Linked DNA regions of Mus musculus: all the other regions are linked to region 2. A link is a contact called in public Hi-C and HiCAR-type data. All regions are on one chromosome and are shown on one strand. Each heading gives the region's core, a stretch centred on a gene start, on an enhancer-like site or on the middle of the called end of the contact. The rest is flanking DNA. Distances are from core to core; before and after follow the strand shown. Region 1 overlaps Drd3 (dopamine receptor D3). Region 2 overlaps Zbtb20 (zinc finger and BTB domain containing 20). Region 3 overlaps Zbtb20 (zinc finger and BTB domain containing 20).

Region 1 (2,945 bases), core at 362-2,861, 340 kb before region 2:
TTTGGAGGAGGGGCTGAGACTTAAATCCTGCTGCTGTCATGGAGGAACTGCTACAGCTAGCTGAAGTCTGGAGAGTGGGAAGATGGCAACCACGTTCTTTGGCTTGGGCTTGCTGTAGGCAAAGTCCTCCTTGTTTTTCATACTAGCTTTTTTATATATAAAATGTTATTATAAAAACTGAAAATAAACAAAAACATCACACACCAAAATGTGTGGGCAAAAAAAAATTAACGGGTAAAAGAATCCAGACATGCTAAATATTCAGTGATGTGCTAACAATTCTCTCTCTTTTCCTCTCTCTTTCTTTTCCTCTTTCTTTCTTTTCCTCTCTTGCTCTCTCTGTCTCTCTCTGTCTCTCTCTGTCTCTCTGTCTCTGTCTCTCTGTCTCTCTGTCTCTCTCTCTCTCTCTCTCTCTCTCTCTCACACACACACACACACAAAGCCCCAATTTGTAACATGCATCAATTTTTGTTGCGCAAATACTCCCACCACTGCTCATGTCAAGCCACCACCAAAGGCTTGATTACCAACTTGAAACATTCCTGGAATATTGCTCTCACCAGCATGGTTCTAGCACACTAGTGGGAATGGCATGCTGTCTTAAACACACTTTAATGCTCATCAGCTCTTTGGAGGCTCCATCACTTCTATGAGCAAGAGACTATACTGAACGTAGCTCTTTTTATGAGAGGAGCCAGAACTTCAGGGAAGGCAGGATAGATCTAAAGTTTCAGACTGGAGTTGTCCTTGCAGAGCCAGGTCTCCCATCTCTAGGACCAGTGCCTTTGACAAGGACCCCATTCCCTGTCCAAGGCACATGTAGCTGTCTTAGCCCTGCAGGGAAACATGGGTTTGCTGGCATCCCACTTGTTTGTACTCGGGAGACCAGTGTGAATGCTCAGAACTGAACCTCCCCAAGTATCTTGACTCTGCTAATTGCCAGCGTGTTAGGGTGTGGGGAACGTGGGGGTGGGAGTTGGAGAGTGTGGGGGTGTACTGTTAAAATGAACGTCCCCAAGTTATTTCCCTAGTGGTTTCCATGAGGTACTTCTAAAGTAAAACCCAGAGACGTGTATTTTTAACATCTAATGTATCTTATTAGACAAGTCTGAGAGAGTCTGCATTAGGGAGAATTTCTGTCAAACCTTCTTGCTCACTTGGGGTAAGAGATGAGAGACAAGACTACAGTCTTTTATTGTCACAGTATGTTTTTTTTCCCCCCTTCTTCTTCTTAAATGATTAAGCCGTTAGAATAAATGAGGCCCCCTCCAGCATGTCATAGGTGGGTGGCTAAGACCTCGAGGCTGTTCCAAAATCCACCATTGGAGGGCACCAAAATGCAGCAAGAACTTCGCCAGCTCTGCCGGGGTGAGAAGTTCACGACTCACCTGGGGGCTCTCCAGGCTCTGTGGGGAGGCAGAGCCGGAAAACCTCCCCACTTAGTTCCTGGAGCCCTGCGAGGACCCCGCATTCTCACCCTGCGAGACTTGTTTAGCCTCTGGTTTCCTCTCTGAGCGATTTGCTCAAGGCCAACCGCGGAGGCGCTGGGTCAGGCTTGGCTTGGCGCGGCTTGGCTGGAGAAGGAACCCTGGCTAGGGCCACCTCCCTTGGAGGTGTTCCCAGTCCCACTCCCTTCTTTGTGTTGCAGCATCTAGTTCTTTCGGCCCTCTCTCCTGTAGAGTACTCAGCCGACCCGAGTGCAGTCAATGTTCGCTCTGGTAAAGCCCTAGGGCTGAAATCCAGCTTTGCAGCTAGCTTGTCAGACAGTGAGGCCCGCGGCTGGAGTTTTCTGACTCAAATTTTCTGTCTAACAGAACTGTTCACAGCTATTGAATGAGATTACATTTGTGAAGTTTTTTGTTTGTTTGTTTGTTTTTTAATACAACTTAAAATCCAAAAGGCAGTTCTTACTGTATCGCCATCATTATTGGGCTAGCCTAAGAGATTCATGATTGTTCTGTGTGACTTTAGGTTTTATGATTGTGATTTTTTCCCCCTCCTGGTTGTCAGGCAGTGCACATTAAATTTATTTATCAGACAAGTGTCGAGAACTTTCTTGTGTGAGCCACTGTTGAAGGGCTGGGGTAGTTGTTGATGTTAAACGGGCACAAGGAACCAAACAGCCTAGAGTCGCTTTGCTGTAAGGCTTAGATACTGAACTTGGCAGTGTGACTTAACAGCTAGGGGCCCCAGGGTGAGGCTCCAGGGCAGTTTATTGTAGGAGATATTGGCTGCACAAGCTGGCTTGGTGGCACATGCCTACAAGGTCAGCATTCAGGGGGTGAAGGTGGAGGCAGGAGGATCACAGACTTGTGTTGGTGGCTTGAGCTAACATAACCCTGGAGCTGTCTCTCCATGGAAGAATGCAAAGGTTAGCACATTCTAAGTGGTAGGTTCCATCCCCAGCCCTGGGGAAATAAAAAGATGGGCAGTGACTTTTGGTTCCATTCATCTATTACCTAATAGCTTTGTGATTCTAGTCACCCCACCCGTGTGTGTGTGTGTGTGTGTACATACGCATACGCCCACTGACATGTGCACATGTAATGGGACAATGTACCTACTTTGCTGGACTGTTTATAAATGATAGCTATATTTGTTTTTGTTGCCTGTGCATTCACACAAATTAGGATAACAGGAAATTATACTTCTAGTGGTGCGCTGCAGGCGTGACCTTCACAGGTGACCTTCCCTAACTTTTGTCAAGAATGGGGGACTGTCTAAATCTCTGGAAGATCAGGGTCTAGCTTGGGACTTGTGACGAGGGACAGCAGGACCTTCAGCACACATGGAGCGCCCTCTGATTCTCGGTCGACGTGGCCGATCGCTCATTAAGGTCTTAATATCATGACTGTCCAGCTGAAGCTATCATTAACCTCAAGTGGGGGGTTCTCGCCGTGACTGCTGGGGGAAAGACGAGCCCGGTCTGAGTGGGAGGGCCTGAC
Region 2 (3,030 bases), core at 299-2,798:
TTGCTTAGAAAAAGGCAGCAATGGAAAAATGACAGGAAATCGGGAATTGATTGACTTTAGAGAGCCATTATTTAAAAGTGCTTTTGTCTCTCATATTCTCTCTCCTAGCTATCCCATGCCCCCTGTGGGCAGAAGAACCCTGTACATCTCAAGGCTAGCAGGCAGCAGCTCAGTGTGATGCTAGACTGAGGCCTTCAGTGGAACTCCCATAAGGATGGGTTTGGCTTTAAGTTTGGCAACCACGGTAACATCAGCCTTTCTCCTAAAGGGCAAGGCAAAGATATGCTTGAGTTACACAAATGTTAATGCCTGAGTCAGCACTCTGAAATGACATCTCATCTCCACTCACTGCACAGTTCACTCACTGCACAGTTCAAGTCTTAAGCAATTGCCTTAGGTTTCTTTAAACTATCTTCAGGGGTGTACGATCAAGTCTAAACTCCTTTGCTTGGCATCAGAGGCCCCTTTGACTTGACTCCTGTCTATCACATGCTAGCACACTCGAGAACTCAGTAGCTAGACCTGGCGGTTACTTGGTGCCTTCTCACTTTTAAATGCTCTTGTTTTCTCTAACAACAAACCCCTTTCTCTCTCTCCTCCTGTGCCCACTTGGTAAACCCCTAGTCACTATTTTCACTTTCTGAGCCAGCTTGAACCTTCTCTATGGGTAAGCATTTGGAGATACCTGAATTCCAGTGCTGGTCACAAAACAGCCTTTGCACATGGTCATCGTCCCTAGAACACTGAGGGCTTCTTTCTTTTTTTTTTCTGCATTGCTGTGGGGCAAGCCCAGGCCTGCACTCCCGCTCCACTTCACTGAGCTACAAGTGTTCCAGCTTGAGCTGTTCTCTCAACCCCAGACTGTGCCATTCTTAATGAAAGGTGGCATTTCTCATTTATCTTGGAGTTCCCAGAACTAAGCACTGTTACAGGCTTTCTATAAACGTTTGTTGACTGAAAACTAAATAAAGAACTGTGCATAATTAATCAAAACCAAGCCAAGCAGTAGCCATAGCTCTTAGAAGCATGGTAAGAGACTACTAGCACTCTAATGAAAGTGGAAAATCCCAGCACTGAGGCATTTTCTGGGTTATCACAGGGGTTGGTGACTGGCTTGGGTGAGAGTTAGATGGGGCAGGGCAGGATGGAGGCTGTGATGTAGCATCTTTTTAATACAGAATGTCAGTAATGGAATACATTACCACCTTCTGATGATTAACTTTTAATATTGTAAAGGACTGGCAAGAGAACATATCTGGGTCTGAATTTCAGAGAAGCCTTGCTGACAAGAACTGGGCTCCCCAAACAGGGCTAGTCTGTGTCATCTGCTTTGAGGCAGCGTGGTAGATTGTGGAGTTTTCCTTTCTGTTTCTGCCGAAGAATAATGGGACAGAAAACTCTTGCAGGAAATCGTGGCAGCTATTCAACTCCTATTTAAATCTGGGTCAATTCCAGATGCGGACATTGCATGCAGTGCCAAGGACAGAAGGTCAAACAGGCTGAGTCTTGCACCTGTCCCGAGGAGGTCATTGAGGAGGCGCTTGGGAAGGAGAGGCCCTGGGGATAATGCTCTGGTTTGTTCCCAAGGAACTGTTCCTTTGCTGCTGAGGGGCCTCTAGAGCAGCACCCTGGAGCCATCAGCTGCTGTCCATGGGAGCACTTGAGGACACGGGACTGTTACTGGCTCCGTCATCCTGCTGGCATAAAGGCAACTTGAGGATTTCTAACAAGTCAAGCAAGCAAGCATGAAGCCTGGCTTGGGGTAGGACAAGGTCATGAGTACATGAATGGACTATCAGCTTGTGACACGGTTTTCTTTTCCCAGCCTTACTCTGCTAAAAAAAAAAAAAAAGTCCAGAAACTGCTCTGCTGATGTAGCACAGAATTAGCTTCACAATTTCCTATGAGGCCCACACGGACTTTCAATTAGAGGCCTCCCGACTTGATTTCTACTAGGTGACACAGGTCTCCTATACGGTTTGTGTCTCATGCTTGCCCCAAAGCACTGACGTCATAATAGCTGAGCTAGGCGGGCAGGAGTTCATCGTGCTGACTCATCTTGGTGATGTGAGGATTAATGCCTTGTCTAACACTGAGCTATTATGCGAACTGTTTTTACACAAAAGAGCTGTTACAAAATGATTTGCCAGTCAGAGGACTAGAAATATGCAGTGCTAGGTAACGAAGGGGAAGGGAAGGGTAGGAAGACACAGTGGTAACGATGAGCATGCACACCAACATCATCCAAAGCATTAGCTGACCGGCTGTATCACCACTGAGAATGAACAGGGAATGAGATGGCTTAGGGCCAGGTAGGACCTGGCCCTGTTGTATAACACAGCACCATTCCTTGAGGAGTCTAACCAGCCTCCTTCCTATGTCAGATAAAATGTCACATTTGACTTTAGCCTTAGCATCTTTCCCTGCATTCTCCTGTATTAAATATGTCTGCTGCAGGCTTCTAGGACTGATAGTGAAAGCCACATAGATGTGAAATCAGAGACCTCGTCATTTGGTGCAGACCACTGCAGCACAGGAACCACCACAGACGGGGAGGTGGCAATGTGATCGAGGGACAAAGGGAGATGCAATGAGCAGGATACCCACGGTCACGGTTACTTAGCTATTATCTGAGATGACTGCCTGTCTCTGTAGGATTTCCTAGGTGGTGCCTCTTGGTAGTGACTTGATCATTTGATTTCATTGCCCCAGAATCTCCTAAAAGCAGTCCAAAGTAATATTTATCCAAATCTGCTCAGTGCAGGCAGGTTTGGTCTTTAAATAATAAATGTTCTCTTTTTCATTTTAAATCAAGTTTTGTTTCTCCATTTCTTCTTTTTATTCCCCTAAAAAACTTCCTGTCTTCTCTGAAAAGAAATGGCGCATTCTATAAACTTGCAGGCACATGTGAATCCTGGATTTCTTTTATTTTTCTTCCTAGACTTTATAATTTTGCACAAATTTTTAGCCTATTTACTTTTCAGGCTTGTACTTCTTGGTAAAAGGATATTATAAATTTTGTCAATAAAT
Region 3 (2,996 bases), core at 313-2,812, 290 kb after region 2:
CTTTGTTGGATTAACTTGGAGAGCCTGGAGCCTTTTGTGAGATTCCACTGGAGCATGTAGGGTAGCTAGGAAACGATCCTCTGGCGGAGGAAGAGCCACATGCACTGTCTTCACTAAGTTTTGTTTAGAGTTTTCACACTCCTACAGAGTGGCTCTGGTGATATTTACAATACAAGTTTACTTCTGAAGGAATTTATGATGTCCCCAACTGCTAGCAACAATTACAGCTGGGTTTTACATTTGTGTTTATATGTTATTTTGCATATAGACTCCAACAACCAAAGAAGAGAACATTTGATAGAAAACACATCCTGGAATTGAAGGACAGATTCCATCTATCAATATAACTAGTTGATAGCTTTTTGAAGATAGGGTTTGACAGTAAGGGAAACAAACGTAACAGCTTAAATACGCTGTCTCAGCCACTCAAGCTATCTGTCATTCAAAAGTTTTTTTCTTTGTATCACTAATTCAATGTCATGTGAACACGGATTCTGACTTTTCAATGAATTTTAATGATAATTTATTTACATAAAGGAAAATACTTAATACTTTTAATTTGTTCTCATGTAGGTCTTTTTGAACTTTCTTAAAACATTTTAATTGTATGCTGAATTTACATTTTTCCCTAAAAGCTTAATCAAATTACAAAGATCACAGTGTCCCTAGGACTAATGAGTCCCAATTTATATTAGAGAAAGCAGACGCTCCAAGAGCTAAAGGTATTGGCAGAAGATCATACTGCAAGGCCAGCGCTGCATTCAGTGTAGTTACGTGAATCCTAATAAAACCATTAAAAAATTACCACTTTGTTTTTTATTAAATTATCATTTTACTTCATTCAAGTTTTTGGCAGGATAGAATTAAAGTGTAAATAGCAAAATAATTTTTCATTACTTGAATTAGACTTTGTAATTTATAACCAATAAGATTTGGCTTACATCATGTCTTTTTCTTGTGTATTTTAGGATCTTATATCTCTGATAGCAATGGAAGCTCTAGGAGGCTGGGCTATGCTAATATTCAATTTATTCCTTCTCTATCTTGCAATAATCCAGGATGCCAAAAGCTAGCCTGTTGGTTGCTGATCATCCCACCTAAATATTGATGCTTCTAAAATGTGTCCTTTGAGATTTTCTTCATTTTAGAATTACAGACAGAAAGTCACTTCTCTTTGATATACACTGCATGCAATGAGGAAGAAGGCAGTCTTACAAAATGCATATATAGGCAATGGTTTTTCACCTCTGCATGCTGCAGAAAATCCCACTGAGTTAAGTAGGGTTCTACCAAGGCCACTTAAACATATTAGCCTATTATGCTCCACATTTCTTTATTGTTCTCGAAAAGCTAATGAAATGTTCCACTGCAGTGTTTATGCTGGAGTACTTTTAAAGGCATTTTCGTAGTGATGTTTCTCTCAGAACTCCAGAAGGGGTTTCCACTTCCTAAAAATATTTAGTAGACCATGCAGAGTCCATGCCGCCTCATTACTGTGACTGTTTAGACTTGCAGCTAATGATGAAATAGACTTAACAGTAGTCACTTACGGTTTCAATGTGGTCTTTAACATCACTGTGAACTGACAAGAATTAGAAAGCCAGCCAGGCAGACATGCTGCACTGTGCTAGCATGTGACCAGGCTTAATGTAGTGTGTATAGTCTAGACATAGAAACACAATGTTGGTTAGTTTTTTGGGTCAGAGTACCTGTAAAACTGAATAGTTGTTTCTCCAGAGTCAACTATATTTAGGAAAATAACAATATACCTATTGCTGAAATTCAAGTTATAAAATCACACATTTCCAATACCTTTTTCTTGTATAGTGTCAGTTTGTTCATCTAAAAGTCAAAGAGGGTGGCCTCCTTGATAGCCATTATCAGTTCTAGCACTAGAAGTGATATTATATGTATAATATCACTCACTTTATATTCTTAAACAAACAAAACAAATCCCACTACATTGGAGGAATTGTTTAGCAGGCAAAGAAATGAAAATGAAGTTCACTAAATTAGCTATATTTTATTACAATTGAAATTAAGACATTGTGCCTTGATTTACCACATATAGTTATCTCATCTCCCAAACATTAGCAATGGTGAAAGGCATAGCTATTAAGACTATTATAACTAAGTCTTAATTATTAAAGCCAAGATGTAAACTGTGGTAATGAACTGAGAATTGACTGGAGCACAGACTCCTGCTAAACTACTATGGGATACATTTTGCCAAAATGCCAATTCTTGTACAGTAATTTTAAAGCACAAATACACAAAGAGAATGGTTATTTCCTAAAACTAAAGTAAAATAAGTATGCTAAACAGTTTGGTTATTTTCAAGAAATCAGATCATATACCTAAAAGTCTTTTTAAAAGAGTTATTGATCTGATTTCTGTTGGATAATTCCAAGAATACCTTGTTTTCTTCCCAAATTAGATAAGAACATTCAACACAGACACTGAATTTAATGAATGCCAACAGCTTTCCCCATTACTTTTAAAATTTGATTATATAATACTTCTGTGAACACTAACAGATAAAACTATCAGAACACATGAATCAGAAGCAGAGTCTCACAGGAACAGTTTCTAGTAATTCTAGAATATTAATCTGACTGAAGGGTCAGTCACAAGTAAACAGTGTGGCACAGTGTTTCTAGAATAAAGAGATCTCATTACATAACCATGGATTTATCTCCTGTCTGGAAGCAACCCAGAAAGTAACTTATTCCCTTATACAAGAGTGGAGACAGAGTAAGAGAGGGACTAGTAAGACACACACTTTCACTCTAAGCATGAAGAATTGTCCAAAATCAGTGAGAATGAGCGTATGTGATCACATTACAGCCTCTTTAATAATGGGGCTATTGTAGCATATGGACACTAAAATGAGCACAAGGAGTCTCTGTTGTGCCCAATACTGCCATTATCCACTTGAACCATCTTGCCAAGTTGCTTAACATTTAGGTACACCAGGGCTTTGCTTCTGTTTGTCT

The links. A called contact is a pair of places that touch in the nucleus more often than the background predicts. HiCAR-type assays count read pairs that join an accessible place to other places.
Region 1: a contact with region 2 is called in a HiCAR-type map of astrocytes, with 2.2 times the contacts expected there. The contact joins two enhancer-like sites. A contact is called at or near these places in 4 of 484 Hi-C or Micro-C datasets (the HL-1 cell line, liver, muscle stem cells and 1 more), 2 of 115 datasets of contacts at active chromatin or transcription factors (astrocytes and embryonic stem cells) and 1 of 9 other capture datasets (embryonic stem cells).
Region 3: a Hi-C map of forebrain shows a contact between it and region 2, with 2.2 times the contacts expected there. The contact joins two enhancer-like sites. A contact is called at or near these places in 2 of 484 Hi-C or Micro-C datasets (cerebellar granule neurons and forebrain) and 2 of 115 datasets of contacts at active chromatin or transcription factors (neural progenitor cells and stem cell-derived neural progenitor cells).

Annotation. Positions count from the first base shown.
Region 1 is chr16:43,800,612-43,803,556 of GRCm38.p6, reverse strand. The region is part of intron 2 of Drd3 (dopamine receptor D3); the gene reads right to left. Among named protein-coding and RNA genes, the nearest start is that of Gm26074, 32 kb to the left of the region's middle. Within about 2 kb of position 1,611, at least 150 of the 459 cell types and tissues checked have an H3K27ac peak or open chromatin away from gene starts, as enhancers often do. A contact at or near this core is called in astrocytes, liver, muscle stem cells and 1 more, where this site is marked.
Region 2 is chr16:43,463,404-43,466,433 of GRCm38.p6, reverse strand. All of the region lies in intron 5 of Zbtb20 (zinc finger and BTB domain containing 20), which reads right to left. Among named protein-coding and RNA genes, the nearest start is that of Gm15713, 45 kb to the right of the region's middle. Within about 2 kb of position 1,548, at least 151 of the 459 cell types and tissues checked have an H3K27ac peak or open chromatin away from gene starts, as enhancers often do. A contact at or near this core is called in astrocytes, forebrain, liver and 2 more, where this site is marked.
Region 3 is chr16:43,169,422-43,172,417 of GRCm38.p6, reverse strand. All of the region lies in intron 2 of Zbtb20 (zinc finger and BTB domain containing 20), which reads right to left. Among named protein-coding and RNA genes, the nearest start is that of Gm25873, 45 kb to the right of the region's middle. Within about 2 kb of position 1,562, at least 15 of the 459 cell types and tissues checked have an H3K27ac peak or open chromatin away from gene starts, as enhancers often do. A contact at or near this core is called in forebrain, where this site is marked.